3 separate regions of the Mus musculus genome follow, and regions 1 and 2 are each linked to region 3. A link is a contact called in public Hi-C and HiChIP or PLAC-seq data. All regions are on one chromosome and are shown on one strand. The core of a region is the stretch at or near the end of the contact, and the rest is flanking DNA. Distances in the headings are between cores, read along the strand shown.

Evidence for each region. Hi-C and Micro-C count contacts between places; a contact is called where the count stands out from the background. HiChIP or PLAC-seq counts read pairs in DNA pulled down with a chosen protein or histone mark.
Region 1: a Hi-C map of CD8 T cells shows a contact between it and region 3, with 2.8 times the contacts expected there. The contact joins the promoter of Preb here to the promoter of Slc35f6 in region 3. A contact is called at or near these places in 3 of 39 promoter capture datasets (erythroid cells, pre-B cells and stem cell-derived epiblast-like cells), 1 of 484 Hi-C or Micro-C datasets (CD8 T cells), 2 of 115 datasets of contacts at active chromatin or transcription factors (the SCID.adh cell line and embryonic stem cells) and 1 of 9 other capture datasets (liver).
Region 2: an H3K4me3 HiChIP or PLAC-seq map of forebrain shows a contact between it and region 3, with 4 times the contacts expected there. The contact joins the enhancer-like site here to the promoter of Slc35f6 in region 3. A contact is called at or near these places in 4 of 39 promoter capture datasets (the C10 cell line, cranial neural crest, hippocampal neurons and 1 more), 3 of 115 datasets of contacts at active chromatin or transcription factors (bone marrow-derived macrophages, embryonic forebrain and forebrain) and 1 of 9 other capture datasets (liver).

Annotation. Positions count from the first base shown.
Region 1 is chr5:30,957,696-30,962,021 of GRCm38.p6, reverse strand. Preb (prolactin regulatory element binding) reads left to right here and starts at 1,695. Exons shown (of 9, transcript NM_016703.3): 1 at 1,695-2,051; 2 at 2,610-2,799; 3 at 3,086-3,306; 4 at 3,471-3,551; 5 at 3,665-3,789; 6 at 3,961-4,134. The coding sequence starts at 1,917.
Region 2 is chr5:30,339,676-30,344,206 of GRCm38.p6, reverse strand. Drc1 (dynein regulatory complex subunit 1) reads right to left here. Exons shown (of 17, transcript NM_001033460.4): 2 at 2,456-2,543; 3 at 1,427-1,539. Among named protein-coding and RNA genes, the nearest start is that of Drc1, 61 kb to the right of the region's middle. Within about 2 kb of position 1,351, at least 31 of the 459 cell types and tissues checked have an H3K27ac peak or open chromatin away from gene starts, as enhancers often do. A contact at or near this core is called in forebrain, where this site is marked.
Region 3 is chr5:30,645,033-30,649,432 of GRCm38.p6, reverse strand. Slc35f6 (solute carrier family 35, member F6) reads right to left here and starts at 1,494. Exons shown (of 6, transcript NM_175675.3): 1 at 1,335-1,494. The coding sequence starts at 1,411. It overlaps Mir5625 (microRNA 5625), which reads right to left and starts at 1,497; the gene lies at 1,418-1,497.

The sequences.
Region 1 (4,326 bases), core at 446-2,945, 310 kb before region 3:
CCCACCCCCCCACCCCCCCGACAAAAACAAAAGGGAAGGAAAGGCATCAGGATCAAACTTTCTTAGCCAACCCCAGTTAGAGTGTTTGTCCATCCCCTCAACAACCATTTGCAGTAGAATGTTCACAAGAAATAGCACATGATGTTCTTGCCTAGACTTGGAGGAATTTGGGTGGGAAGAGTATGTGGTAGATAATATCTACAACAGGAAATGACCATCAAACCAAAACAACTGCATTAGAGCCTGGCTGCCAGGTGCTTAGCGACCTTCCTTTCACTTGCTCAACAGTGTTTTACAAACAGGAACTGACATAAAATAAGAGAAGCGGCCAGTGTGAACTGGAGTTTGCCTAGTCATTTTTCATTCACACAGTGAGAAGTTCTGCTTCTTAGGACATCTCTGAAACCAAATATGGAGTGTTTTCAGACACATCTCCAATTCTAAGACACCAACTAGGTATCTGTCCAACAATGGAACGAAATTTCTAACACCACCCACCCACAGGTGTTCACACTGGATAGATCCCATAAATCAAAGGGACTGATCCTAAAGGATCGTTTCCAGTGTCTCCAGCTTTGAGTCCTGACCATCTATCTGTACTTCTAAATAACAGGCTGGGAAGCAGAAGTCCCTGTGACTTCCTCTGTCAGTCTGGTAAGTTGTCAGAACAGCACACAGAGCTCACTTCCATCTTCCTTAGGATTTCTCTTCTAGCATAAAGAATAGAACTCAGAATTAGCAGAAGGGAAGAGATGTGTAGGGCAAGGTACATGGAGGATAAAGGGTGAAGAATGCAGTACTTCCTTGCCCTCTCTGGGCACACCATCCATCCATCCAGCACCTACATGAGACCACCAACCCAGGAGCTCATTGATCCCTATTGTCTAGGGTTGTTTTAAAAACAAATATTTCATCATATGGGCACATACTGGCCACTGGTGACTGAATTCAGTGTCAAGTTCCTCTCTCCTCCCTGAAGGCTAGTAAATGGGCCTAAAATTGGCTTCTTCTAATCACGTGGTTTGTTCAGCTGCATATGGGTCCAAAAGACACCATGGTAGTATAAATTCATGTATGGTTGACTGGGGCTCATTATGAATCGCAAAAGACATCAAATACTAAAATATAAACCATATTCAAATAATGGTCCTTACATCTCTATAATGTGAACATGTTCCAAAAACACTTAAATAGTAGGGTAACCAAATAGCCCGGTTTATCTGGGATTTTGTGGGTTTTTGTGCCTAGTCTCAAGTCTTGCCAGTCCCATGAGTTCGATGTTCCAGAAGTGGATGTCAAGCCATAAGAAAGAGTCCAATCAACCGCGGAGGATGCTCTCAAAGTGGGGACTGATTTCTTCATATTAGGATATTAGGAAGCAGTGAATCTGTTTTGGAGTGTCTGTCCTCCACACAACCCGGGAGAACCCATTTCCTCCCTGGAGTAACACACAAAGGCCCGGCTTGTACGAGTCTGCTGTGTATCTCTCCTGAAGTGGGGACTGTCCCAGTCCGAGAACTTTTTAATTCGATTTACTGATCTTCAGTAATCTCTTCTAGCCCCACCTCCCACGCCCCACACAAAGATGGCAGCTTCATCGTCATTCGGGGCTAGGACCCGGATCCGACGCCAGGGTTCCGTGACAGCGCGTCCCGCTAGTGCTGACGCGGATTGGCGTCTTGCGCTTGCGCAGAGAGAGCCCAGGAGCTCGGCGCGTGCGCACTGAACGCCTGCAAGACCCAGTCGGCCGCGCGGGCGCAGATCGGCTGCTTGCGGTGGTTTGAGTGGTGGCAAGTCCAGTGCTGAGAGGGGTCGGCAGTCTTCCGGAAAACTCTAGCGCCAAGTTCCTGAGCTTTCGGAGGCGAGGCGCGGCATGTCGTGGGTTCCGCGGGGTTGGCGGTGAACGTGCGGGCGGGATGGGTCGGCGCCGGGGTGTGGAGCTGTACCGGGCCCCGTTCCCGTTGTACGCGCTTCGGATAGACCCCAAGACTGGGCTGCTCATCGCTGCGGGCGGAGGAGGAGCTGCCAAGACCGGCATAAAGAATGGCGTGGTGAGAACGCAGGGCCACTGAGAACAGGTTATACCGTGGCCCAGGGAGATTCCAGGGTGGCCGGGGGATGCAGAGGTGAGCAGTACCCCTGATTTAGTCCCTACCCATTTCTAGCGGGAGCACCCAGGATTGCCGTTCGGGTGCTGGTTTCACCTGAGCAGAGTGGTTGAGACAGCCAAAATTAGACTGAAAGCTGTGCAGGTCTGCGAATCCAGGACTGTCCACGCCGGATTACGAGAGCTGGTCCAGGGCTCATACGCTGGCCTTTTCCAGGAAGGCACATTGTCTTGTCCATCTTCAAGCAGCTGGAGACGGAATTCTTTTCTTTCTGTAAACTGGACCTAGTAATCTAAACCCTGCTTGCTGTATGAATTAAGAAGCTCCAGTAAGAGAATACAGCTCTAAGCAACAGCAACAACAACCAAAGAAACAAAAAAACAAAAAAAAACAAAAAATAAGAGCTGGAGGTGCGGGAAGCAAAAGTACAACTGAGAGAGACTAGGATTTAATGTGACTTCCGGGCTGGCCTGACCTTTGCCCACTTTGGTTCCCTCACAGCATTTTCTGCAGCTAGAGCTGATCAACGGGTGCCTGAGCGCTTCCTTGCTGCACTCTCATGACACGGAGACACGGGCCACCATGAATTTGGCGCTTGCTGGTGACATTCTTGCTGCCGGACAGGATGCCCAGTGTCAGCTTCTTCGTTTCCAGGTCCATCAACAGAAGGGCAGTAAAGCGGAGAAGTCAGGTGAAGAGCTTTGGAAAAAGTCGCTCTAATTCTTGGTCTCCAAAAACGAGAGATTAGGTGTGGGGCAGTGGTCACATTGAAGTCTGTACTTGGGTCACTAGAGGACTGGTGTTAGTTAATACAGATGCTCAGGTCCATCTGAGGGAGGTGGTGCACAGCTGTAGTCTCAGAGCTTAGGAGTGGAGGCAAGAGGATATTTAAGGCTAGCCTGGGGTGCCTAGCAAATCCCTGTCTTAAAAAACAACAACAAAGGAATCTGGTTCCTGGCAAATTGTTTGTGTTGCAGGTTCCAAGGAGCAGGGACCTCGACAGAGAAAGGGGGCTCCTCCAGCAGAGAAGAAATCGGGAGCACAAGTTCACCCCGAAGGGGTTGAACTCAAAGTAAAGAATTTGGAGGCAGTACAGACAGACTTCAGCAATGAACCGCTGCAGAAAGTTGTGTGCTTCAACCATGATAACACCCTGCTTGCCACTGGAGGAACTGATGGTCATGTTCGTGTCTGGAAGGTGTGGTTTTAGGGGCTTGGGGGGGTGGGTGAGTGTTAGTTGCAATAACACCAAAATTGTGAGAATCTGAATATGCATTCTGTGAAACTTGAGTGGCCATTGGGGTAAGAGGGATGGGGATTTCAGCGTTCTCGCTGTCTGGTCTGTAACTGTCTTGGCTGTAGGTACCTAGCCTGGAGAAAGTTCTGGAGTTCAAAGCCCATGAAGGGGAGATTGGAGATTTGACTTTGGGTCCTGATGGCAAGGTAAGGAGGTGGAGATGTGGGATGCTGGTGCAGAAAGGCAGAGCCTATTGTGTGCCTTGCACAGTACATAGATGTCCTAACTGTCCATCTTTGGGATCTTTACTCCTCCCCAGCTGGTTACAGTGGGCTGGGACTTTAAGGCCTCTGTGTGGCAGAAGGATCAACTGGTGACACAGCTACAGTGGCAAGAGAATGGACCAGCCTCTTCTAATACACCATACCGCTACCAGGCCTGCAGGTGTGCAGGTCACAGGGTGGCTGGCAGGCACACCTCAGCTGGGAAATGGGAAAAGACAGAAGGAGCTGGCCATGGCTGGAGCCTTGTTGGAGGTTGTTCCAGGTGTGACCAGGGTGCAGGGCACAAACATGAGGGCTGACAGGAACTGAAAGCCTTTTGCCTGGCCTCCAGGTTTGGGCAGGTTCCAGATCAGCTCGGTGGGCTGCGACTCTTCACAGTGCAGATACCCCACAAGCGCCTACGTCAGCCCCCACCCTGCTACCTCACAGCCTGGGACAGTTCCACCTTCTTGCCTCTTCGGACCAGATCCTGTGGCCATGAGGTCATTTCCTGCCTCAGTGTCAGGTGTGAAGTCCTACTGCTTGATTGGATGGTGGGCGCTTGAGGGAGCTGGGGAATGAGTCCTGACTCAGTCTCTGGAGGACCACTGTTGTGGGGAGGGAGTTTGCACAAGCTTCAGAGCAATGAGCCCTCTGTTGTGTGTTACAGTGAACCCTCTGTTGTTGTATGTATGTTACAGTGAATCCTCTGTTGTAT
Region 2 (4,531 bases), core at 102-2,601, 310 kb after region 3:
CTAAACTAATGGGATGTCTGAGAAGGAAGTCAGGAATGCCTTTTAGAAATTCCAGAGAGGCCCTGTGTGGGGTGCACTGATGATGTGACAGAGAGGAAGTCATCAGAGCGGAGACGGGAGCAATGCTGCTGACTATACTGTCACTAAACAAGACCACAACTTCCCTTTGTTTTGTTTTGTTCTTTCAAGACAGGGTTTCACTATGTAGCCCTGGCTGTCCTGGAACTCACTCTGTAGACCAGGCTGGCCTCAAACTCACAGAGATCCTCCTGTCTCTGTCACCCAAGTGTTGGTATTAAAGGCTGGGATTAAACTTCTTTAGTGCAGGGACCACAACATGAATATGATCCTGTACCTCACTGTCCAGCTGAGAGCACACAGGACCTATTACAGTGTTTCTTTTATAAGCTATGCCTCTATGTGCCTAATTCTGAGCTATCTGTGGGTTTGGTCACTTAATTGATTTAAATGTTGAGCTTCTTAGTTGATTTTGGGGGGGTGATGGGGGGCTTCTGCCTTCACCTCCAAATCTTCACTCTCATGTGGCCTTTAAACAACGCCTCTAAATCTCAGCACAGTAAATGCACCTTACAGCATGACTTCCGGTGACTAAATGTATGCCAGATAGCAGAAAACAAGCCACACTGTTTCCCAGTGTGTTTACCAAGACCAGAGAAGCCCAGATAAGAGGAAGAAAAGCTAGTGTTTCCCTCACAAAGCATCACTTTGTCACTAAATGCAGTTTTATCTTTGCCTTATCTGAGGCTGGCGTGGCCTCTGCAGGTTAAACACTGGGTGGCGCTCCAAGCCCAGGTTTCCATCAATCCTGCAGCAGCTTTAGCGCCACAGGAAAGTTTGCTGACCGAGGCAAGCATTGACTTCAGGTGCATGCACACACCCCCACCTCCACCCCTACGCTCTGCCAGCAACTCCTACTCAACAGGCTTCACCTGCAAGAATCATTCCCAGGGCTGTAGGCACCATCTGAGCCGCACCTGCCACTCCCAGACATGTTCTGAGATTGCACGCCTCTGCCTAAGATGCCTACGCGACAGCCTAAACCTTACTTGGCCTTCCCAGTGCAACCCAAAATTCCTGCTGTGTTTTCTCCAACCGAAAGCCTCCTCCTGTGACTTCCTACATTCCTTGATCTCCTTGATCTCCTTTTTAGAACAGACCGCTGTTAAGTGTCCCGTGTTGTCAGAGGCAAGGGACCGACCGGCCCTCCATTCACACCCACACAGCTTGGGACACTTGAGGAAGGGAGGGACGAGGGAAGAAGCGGGGAAAGGAGGACGGTGGGTTCACACGGAGCAGGAAGGGGATTCCATGAGACCGGGTTGGACAAATTTTCGCTCCAAGGACTGGGAGAGTGGAAGGGCAGTCACGTGGCGACTGTGGCGCACAAAGGCAGCACATCCCTTACCTCTGCCGCTTTGTCTCCTCCTCTTCAACCCTCCTGTGGATCTCTCTGACGTCTGCAGCCACCTGAATATTTGTCACCAACTCGGTCCCGCAGAGCAGGAGTTTAGTCAGTTTCTGGAAAACAGAGAGGCGGCAAGCTGTGAATCTAGACTATTCTGGGCTATTGAGATGGCTCACTGTGTAAGCTTGCTGCCAAGCCGCGAGTTCAACCCCGGGACCCGCACTGTAGGAATCAACTCCCACGCCACAAGTCCTTGGACTGCCACAGGCAGCACAGCACATACATCCCGGGGCACATAAGTAGAGACGTTAAATGTAAACAGAGAGAGAGAGAGAGAGAGAGAGAGAGAGAGAGAGAGAGAGAGAGAGAGAGAGAGGAGCACAGTGGCTTATGTCTTTAAAACCAGAGCTCAGGAGGCAGAGGCAGGTGGATCACTGGTTCTAAGGCCAGCCTGGTCTACATGATGTTTTGTTTTGTTTTTTCAGACAGGATTTTTTCTGTGTAGCCTTGGCTGTCCTGAACTCCCTTTGTAGACCAGGCTGTTCTGGAATTCACAGAGATCTGCTTGCCTCTGCCACCCAAGTAGTAGGATTAAAACAGGCGTGTGCCACCCACCCAGCCTTACACAGTCAGCTCCAAGCCAGCTTGCTTTGGGCTCTCTGCCACCCTACTGACTCCTCATTTACATGTGGTTGGAGATCTGAAATCTAGTCCTTGTGCTTTTGACACAAGCACTTTACCCCAGTCATCCCCACCCACCCAACCTGCCCCAATTTCTCACTTGTTTGTTTCTGAGGCCTGCTCATATCATATCCTAGGCCAGTCTTCCAGCAGAGCACTCCTGTCCCCGTCTTGTGGGTACCTGTACTTACGTGCCATCTTTCCTGACAGGAACCTACAGTTTGAAAGCTCACTCCTAGGGAACCCCAAAACGAGACAGCCCCATCTAGAGTCAGCAACACAGAAGGTATACTTCCTGCCTATGAAAACCAGGCTACGAGACTCTGCGACCGCCGGCTCAGCTCGTACCAGGCGGCTCTCTTCTTTCTGTTTGTAGCTCTTGCTCTGCTCCTCCTCACTCTCCTTCTTCCCGTCCAAATACTCTCCCAGGGCTTCCCTGTGGCAGGAAGACATCAAGGCAGGACAGTGCAGTCATGAGTGTTTGTGCTTTGTGTTTAAACACACGCCGTTAATCCCAGCACTCGGGAGGCACAGGTAGGTGGATCTCTATGAGTTCTGCGGCCAGCCTGGTTTACAAAGCCAGTACCCAGGGATATATAGAGAAATCCAATCTCAAAACAAACAACGACGACAACAACAACAAAAATCCCACACTACAAGCAAATAAAAGAGAACAGAAAACCTTAGGATACAAAGCCCATCTTTGAATAAATCTAGTCAGGTGAAAAGGACAGGATGCTATCAAGTCCCCATGATGGTTGGAGCCATTAGTTTGACAGAATCTAGAATCACCTGGGACAGGTATCTGGACTGTACATGTGGGTTATCTTGAGGATCTGGCTGGGATGGGACGTCCCATCCCCGCTGTAGAAAACACCATTCCCTGACTTCTGCCCTTGACTCCCCGGCTGTGGACTATGAGCTGAAGTAAATTCTCTCTCTCAAGTTGCCTTTGTTGCAGGAGCAGGATAAGCAACCGAGATGATGCCTTGTAGCTGGCATCTCCTCTGTGTGGCATTTGGACACCAGCTGATGCCATCTGCCACACTTTTCTCTGACTCCTGCCCTCAGGCTTCATATTGGGTTCCAGAAGGGAACAGGTATGCTTGGTAAATGGGCTTTGACAGACACTAAAACCAACCCAGGGCGGCATGCACTTCCTTATCGTTGGCAGGCCTTGCCTCACTGGCTGGTTCTACAATAATAATCAACTAGAAAGCAACAGTCTAAGACCTGCCAGCTACTCACACTCAAAACCCTCGAGGTCAGAGCAGATGCCCAGCCTTTGCTGTCACTGTCAACTGACCTTTCCAATGGGTGGCTGGGCAGGGACCTTCAGGACCCCTCAGCATAGACCCCAGGTAATCCAGGGTACATTGTGTCTTAAGGTTTCTATTGCTGTGAGGAAACACTAAGGCCAAAAGCAAACTAGGGGGAGAAAAGGGTTTAATCTGTTTAAGCTTCTAAGTCTTCATCGGGCGTGGTGGCACATGCCTTTAATCCTAGCACTCAGGAGGCAGAGGCAGGCAGATTTCTGAGTTTGAGGCCAGCCTGGTCTACAAAGTGAGTGCCAGGACAGCCAGGGCTATACAGAGAAACCCTGTCTTGAAAAACAAAAAACAAACAAAACAAAAAAACAAAAAAATCTTAAGTCTTCATCGGCAAAGCAAGTCAGCACGGGGACAAAAACAGGGCAGGAACCTGGAGGCAGGGGCTGATGCAGAGGCCATGGGGGGGCGGGGAGGCGGGGCTGCTCTCTGGCCTGCTCAGCCCACTTTCTTATAGAACCCAGAACCACCAGCCCAGGGATGGAACCACCCATAATGGGCTGGGTCCTTCCCCATCAATCACTAATTAAGAAAATGTCCTACAGCCCAATCTTAAGGGGGCATTTCTTTAACTGAAGTTGTTCCCTCCTCTCAGATGGCTTTAGCTTGTGTCAAGTTGACATAAAACTTCCCAGCACACACCACTACTCTCCATCAGATTAGGAAAGATTTTAACTGTAAGAATTAGCAGGCACTATTTACACAATGTGTGACAATCTGAACAAAAGACGGTTTGGTAAAACTGATCAAAATGTGAAGTGTGTTTACTATCAGCACTCATCTTCATGAGTTCTCTAAAGCTCTTGTGAGCGCACAAATACAGATACACAAATGCCTGCAGCTCTTACACCAGTGGGAACAGGAAATATGCTTGGGCTTATTAGCAACTGATTTTTTTAAAGATTTATTTCTTTATGTATGTGAGTATACTGTAGCTGTCTTCAGACACACCAGAAAAGGGCATCGGAGTCCATTACAGATGGTTGAGCCACCATGTAGTTGCTGGGATTTGAACTCAGGGCCTCAGCAACTGATTTGTGTGTGTGTGTGTGTGTGTGTGTGAGTGTGTGTGTGTGTGTGTGTATGTGGTGTGTGT
Region 3 (4,400 bases), core at 245-2,744:
CTCTCTCACACTGCAGGTACCTTACAGTCACCCTGATGAGTGCCCATGTCTTTTCTGGGCACTTCACAGCGTTGACAGACTTTGTTGTTAGATCCAAGAATCCTGAGAAGTAAATATGAAATGGCTACACGAGGCTCACAGCCAGCTTCTCAATGCACAGAGGCCCAGGAAAGCCAGAGCACAAGCCTGGAGGCCTTTCACTGGGAGCCGCCACACCAACTTTCTTTCCTAGCCAGGCCCAGTAAGAAACTGAGGCTAGACTTGGAGAGGGGCATTGTTCGCTGCTGCCCACACGCACACTGGACAAAGGACAGATGATGCACACTGAGGATTTTGGATGCAAATAGATAAAGAAAGGCCTTGCCCTGAGGCAGAGGCAGAGGCAGAGGCAGATAAACTGACAAACAACTGTCAAGTTAAAGCTAGGCCTTTCTGCCAACAATGGAGGAGACCACATTAACTTTCTCAGCTTTGTGATGCCTGGGCCTTAGCTCCCAACCAGCTGAAGACCTTTACTCCCACACACCAGAGTGCAAGTACCCAGCTACCATTCTGGTTTCGGTTAAGGAGCCTTTTCTCCAGATAGACACTTTCTTTTGATCCTCTGGGTCAGTCAGCCTTGTGGCTTCATTTTGGTTTGTATCACCTGCCTCTCTTGATGGCACCTGCTAGGTGTTCTCACTGTAAGCAGAGCCAGAGTGGTTCCCAGCCTCACATAAACCTCTGCGTTTATCACACTGATTCTTTTTTCAGTTCTCCCACGTTCAACGACGTGGTGTGCCCTCTGATTATGGAGGGAAAAAGTCCAGCTGGGCATTTGATGCTGTGAACAAGCAACTTGGAGCTGGCCTTTCTCTTTCCTGCCTCCAAACCTCTGCCACCCACATAAGAGCCCCAACTAAGCATCAAGATGTTGTCTATTCCCTTTCTTTCCCCATGAATGACCCTATGGCCACCTCCTCCTGGCTTGCCCATCCCTTCAGCTCGGCCTCTCCAAGAGCACCGGTGCTTCCCAGGCAGGCCCCCAGCCTCCTGCTGGAAGTCTCTCAGTCTCTGACCGCAGCGCCAGAGCGCCGCCGGGAGAAACTGATCCAACCCTTCGGTTCAAAGATGAGGAACTGAGGCTCAGAGATAGAAGTGACCGCGAATCAAAGTGGCCTTCAAATGCCCGCTTTCTCCCGGCCTCTCACCCCTTCGTCCACACCAGCGCGACTGAACTCTCGGTAATGTGGAGGGCTGGTGGGGTTGGAGAGTAGCGGACGGGTGGGGGACAGGGCGCCGGGTGTCAGCACCCACCGGCCCAGCAGGTCCCTCCCGGTCTGACCCAGACTCACTTTGCCGAAAGCGTGTTGATGGAGCCGGTGACCAGCATAAGCCCGGCCAGGAACAACTGGTACTTAGTCCAGGCCATAGTGGTGGACACGAGAGACCACTTGAATCAGCAGCTCCAACCCGGGTCACCCGGGATGTGGAGTCTCCTACTCAAGAACTTCCGGGCCGGGAGTCACATGACCCCACTGGCCCACGCCCCACGCCCGCTAGCCCCGCCCCGGAGCTGCCACCGGTCTTTGGTAGGAGAGCTGGAGAAGCAGAGTGCAGGGTCCCGGGCCAAGGCTACCAGATTTTCTTTTCTTTTCCATTGCTCGGCTTCCTTTTCTTTTTGTAGTGCTAGTGTCTCATGCATGCTGAGCGAGCCCTGTACTTCTGCAGCGTACGCTCCCAGCCTCTTGGCCTCCCGGTTTGTAAAATGGGCGCTCGGGGTCATGTAGAGATGCTTAGGCAATCTTAGAGCATTTTATAAACAATTTTGAGAGGTTGAGACTGGCAGTTGGTAATAGTTACAGCGTGGGAATCTCTTTTCTCCAGGATCTCCAGAGAACTGGAGTCCTGAGAGAAATGTCCCTAGGGATCCCAGCCCGTTGAATTGCTCACATCTTTCAGTAAAGGGAGCATTTGAGTTGAGTTGTAGCTTCCAGTAGGGTGTTTAACAGCTAAAACACAAACTGGGTGTGCATTCCTAGCACTTGAAAAATGAAGGCCAGTTTCCACTATATAAGGAGTCTGAGGCCAGACTGAGTAACTAAGTAAACAAATAATTAAAATAAAATGAAAAATGAAACCACAGAAGCCAAGGATTAAGGTTATGCTTATGAGTAGCAGTGGTGTGTGTGTGTGTGTGTGTGTGTGTGTGTGTATGAGTGTATTATATATATGTGTGTGTTGGGGGTGTGGACTTGAAGATAAAACACCATGGCTTTTGTATAGTTCCTGCATTAAGCTTCCCCACGTACCCCTGAGGACCCCTATAAATATTGTTTAGAAGCATCCCTACAGAAAGACCAGACCTCGGTTTGTGTGTAGAGGACTTCTAGCATTTAATTAATTAGTTTTTGAGACAGGATCTTGTTATATAAGCCAGACTGTCTTCCAGCTCACTGTGTACTCCAAGATGGACTCCAGTTCATGACTGGCTGTCAGTTTGTTAAAAAATAAATTTATTTATTTGTGTGTTATTGGAGGGCACTTTCAAGGCATATGTGGTACATGTGGAGGTCAGGGAACAACCTAGGGGAGTGGGTTCTCAGCTGCCAGCTGCCTACCTTCCTGTTCCATGTGATTGGCAGCTCATGCCCTACCACAGGTAAAAACAAAAACCCCCAAACACGCTTGATGGCCATTTGACCCACCATACATAGTCCCTCTGTTTCTGAAGATCCTATTACTGCAGGTATGAAAAAAAGGGTGTTTTGACCACTTCTTCCTGGTTGCCTTGAACTTGTAAACATGTATAGTATACACTCAAGGGACTGTAACATCTGTTTTGGGAGATGAGGTAGAGAATGTATTATAAGTAGGGTCTTGAACAAAAATATAGGAGGCTATCGTACAGACAGGGAAACATCTTTCATGTAAGAAGGGTTATGTGTTGGATAGCTCTTGGACCTACAGAACATTCCAGAATTTTTCTTCACGAGAGTGTGCTCTTTTCAGTGAAACCAGGGATAAAAGATCCAAGAGGTGACTTCTGAGCTATGTGTCCCCCACAGTGCTTTTAGTTTTGTGTCATTTCAAAGGAAGTAGTAATTTATCCAAAACTGTTTCCTGAGACATTGGAGACTAGATGAAACACAACTGTGTCCTAAAGGGACACCATCTGCCAGGCCTCCCCACCCCTATTCCCCATGGGAGACAGTTCTTATCGACTACAGTAGGACTCTGGGCTATTTTCCCATAGGTTCAGGCCAAGGATACTTGCCTGACATAAACATTACTAATGACATTGGTGTCACTAGCCCGACATGATGTCACTAGCAGAGCAGTCTTTGTCTCTAGAGTCACATTAGAAAGTGAATTCTAATTTATTATATCATGCTGTAAGCACTCATCAAACAGCTGTCTCTGAAGTCTGGTACACAGGAGGATTTATTGGCAAAAAAGCACGTAGAGCCTACCACGTGTAAGGTCCAGAGTCAAGTACCCCTCCCAGAGTAACCAGACAAGAAGTTCAGGATGAGACACTGTTGCATATGCCAGAAAGATATTGCTGAAGGGATCCTGGTATAGCTGTCTCGTATGAGGCTATGCCAGAGCCGGGCAAATACAGAAGTGGATGCTCACAGTCATCTATAAGATGGAACACAGGTCCCCCAATGGAGAAGCTAGAGAAGGCAACCAAGGAGCTGAAGGGGTCTGCAACCCTATAGGTGGAACAACAATATGAACTAACCAGTACCTCCAGAACTCATATTTCTAGCTGCAGTAGCAGAAGATGGCCTAGTCAGCCATCACTGGGAAGAGAGGCCCCTTGGTATTGCAAACTTTATATGCCCCAGAACAGGGGAATGCCAGGGCCAAGAAGTGGGAGTGGGTGGGTAGGGGAGCAGGGTGGGGGGAGGGTATAGGGAACTTTCGGAATAACACTTGAAATGTAAATAAAGAAAATATCTAATTAATTAATTAATTAATTAATTAAAAAAGAGAAGTTCAGGATGTGGTGGAAGAGAGAGGTGGACACTGACCATCTGCCATATGAGGGCCTGTAAGAGGCAAAGGATGCTGGAGGGAAGGATAGATTTCTCAGGGAGGCAGGAGCCAGGTGATGACAGTGACAACCAGAGCTGTGTTAGATCTAGTGTTCAAGCCTGTGTCCAGAGCTTGACCTCTGCCTCAGTTGTCATAGCAGCCTGTAAGTGAACTAGCCCATTTCACCAAAAATACCAAACACTAAACACAATGAGTTTTGTAATAGAGAAAGTTTATTGGCAAAGAAGCTAAATGTAGAAGTGGGAAATTACTTTCTCCTCTTCCTCTGCATTCCCTTCCTCTACCTCTCCTCCCTTCTCCTCCTCCTTCCTTAAGATAGGATCTCTTGTAGCCCCAGGCTGGCTTTCCTACACACT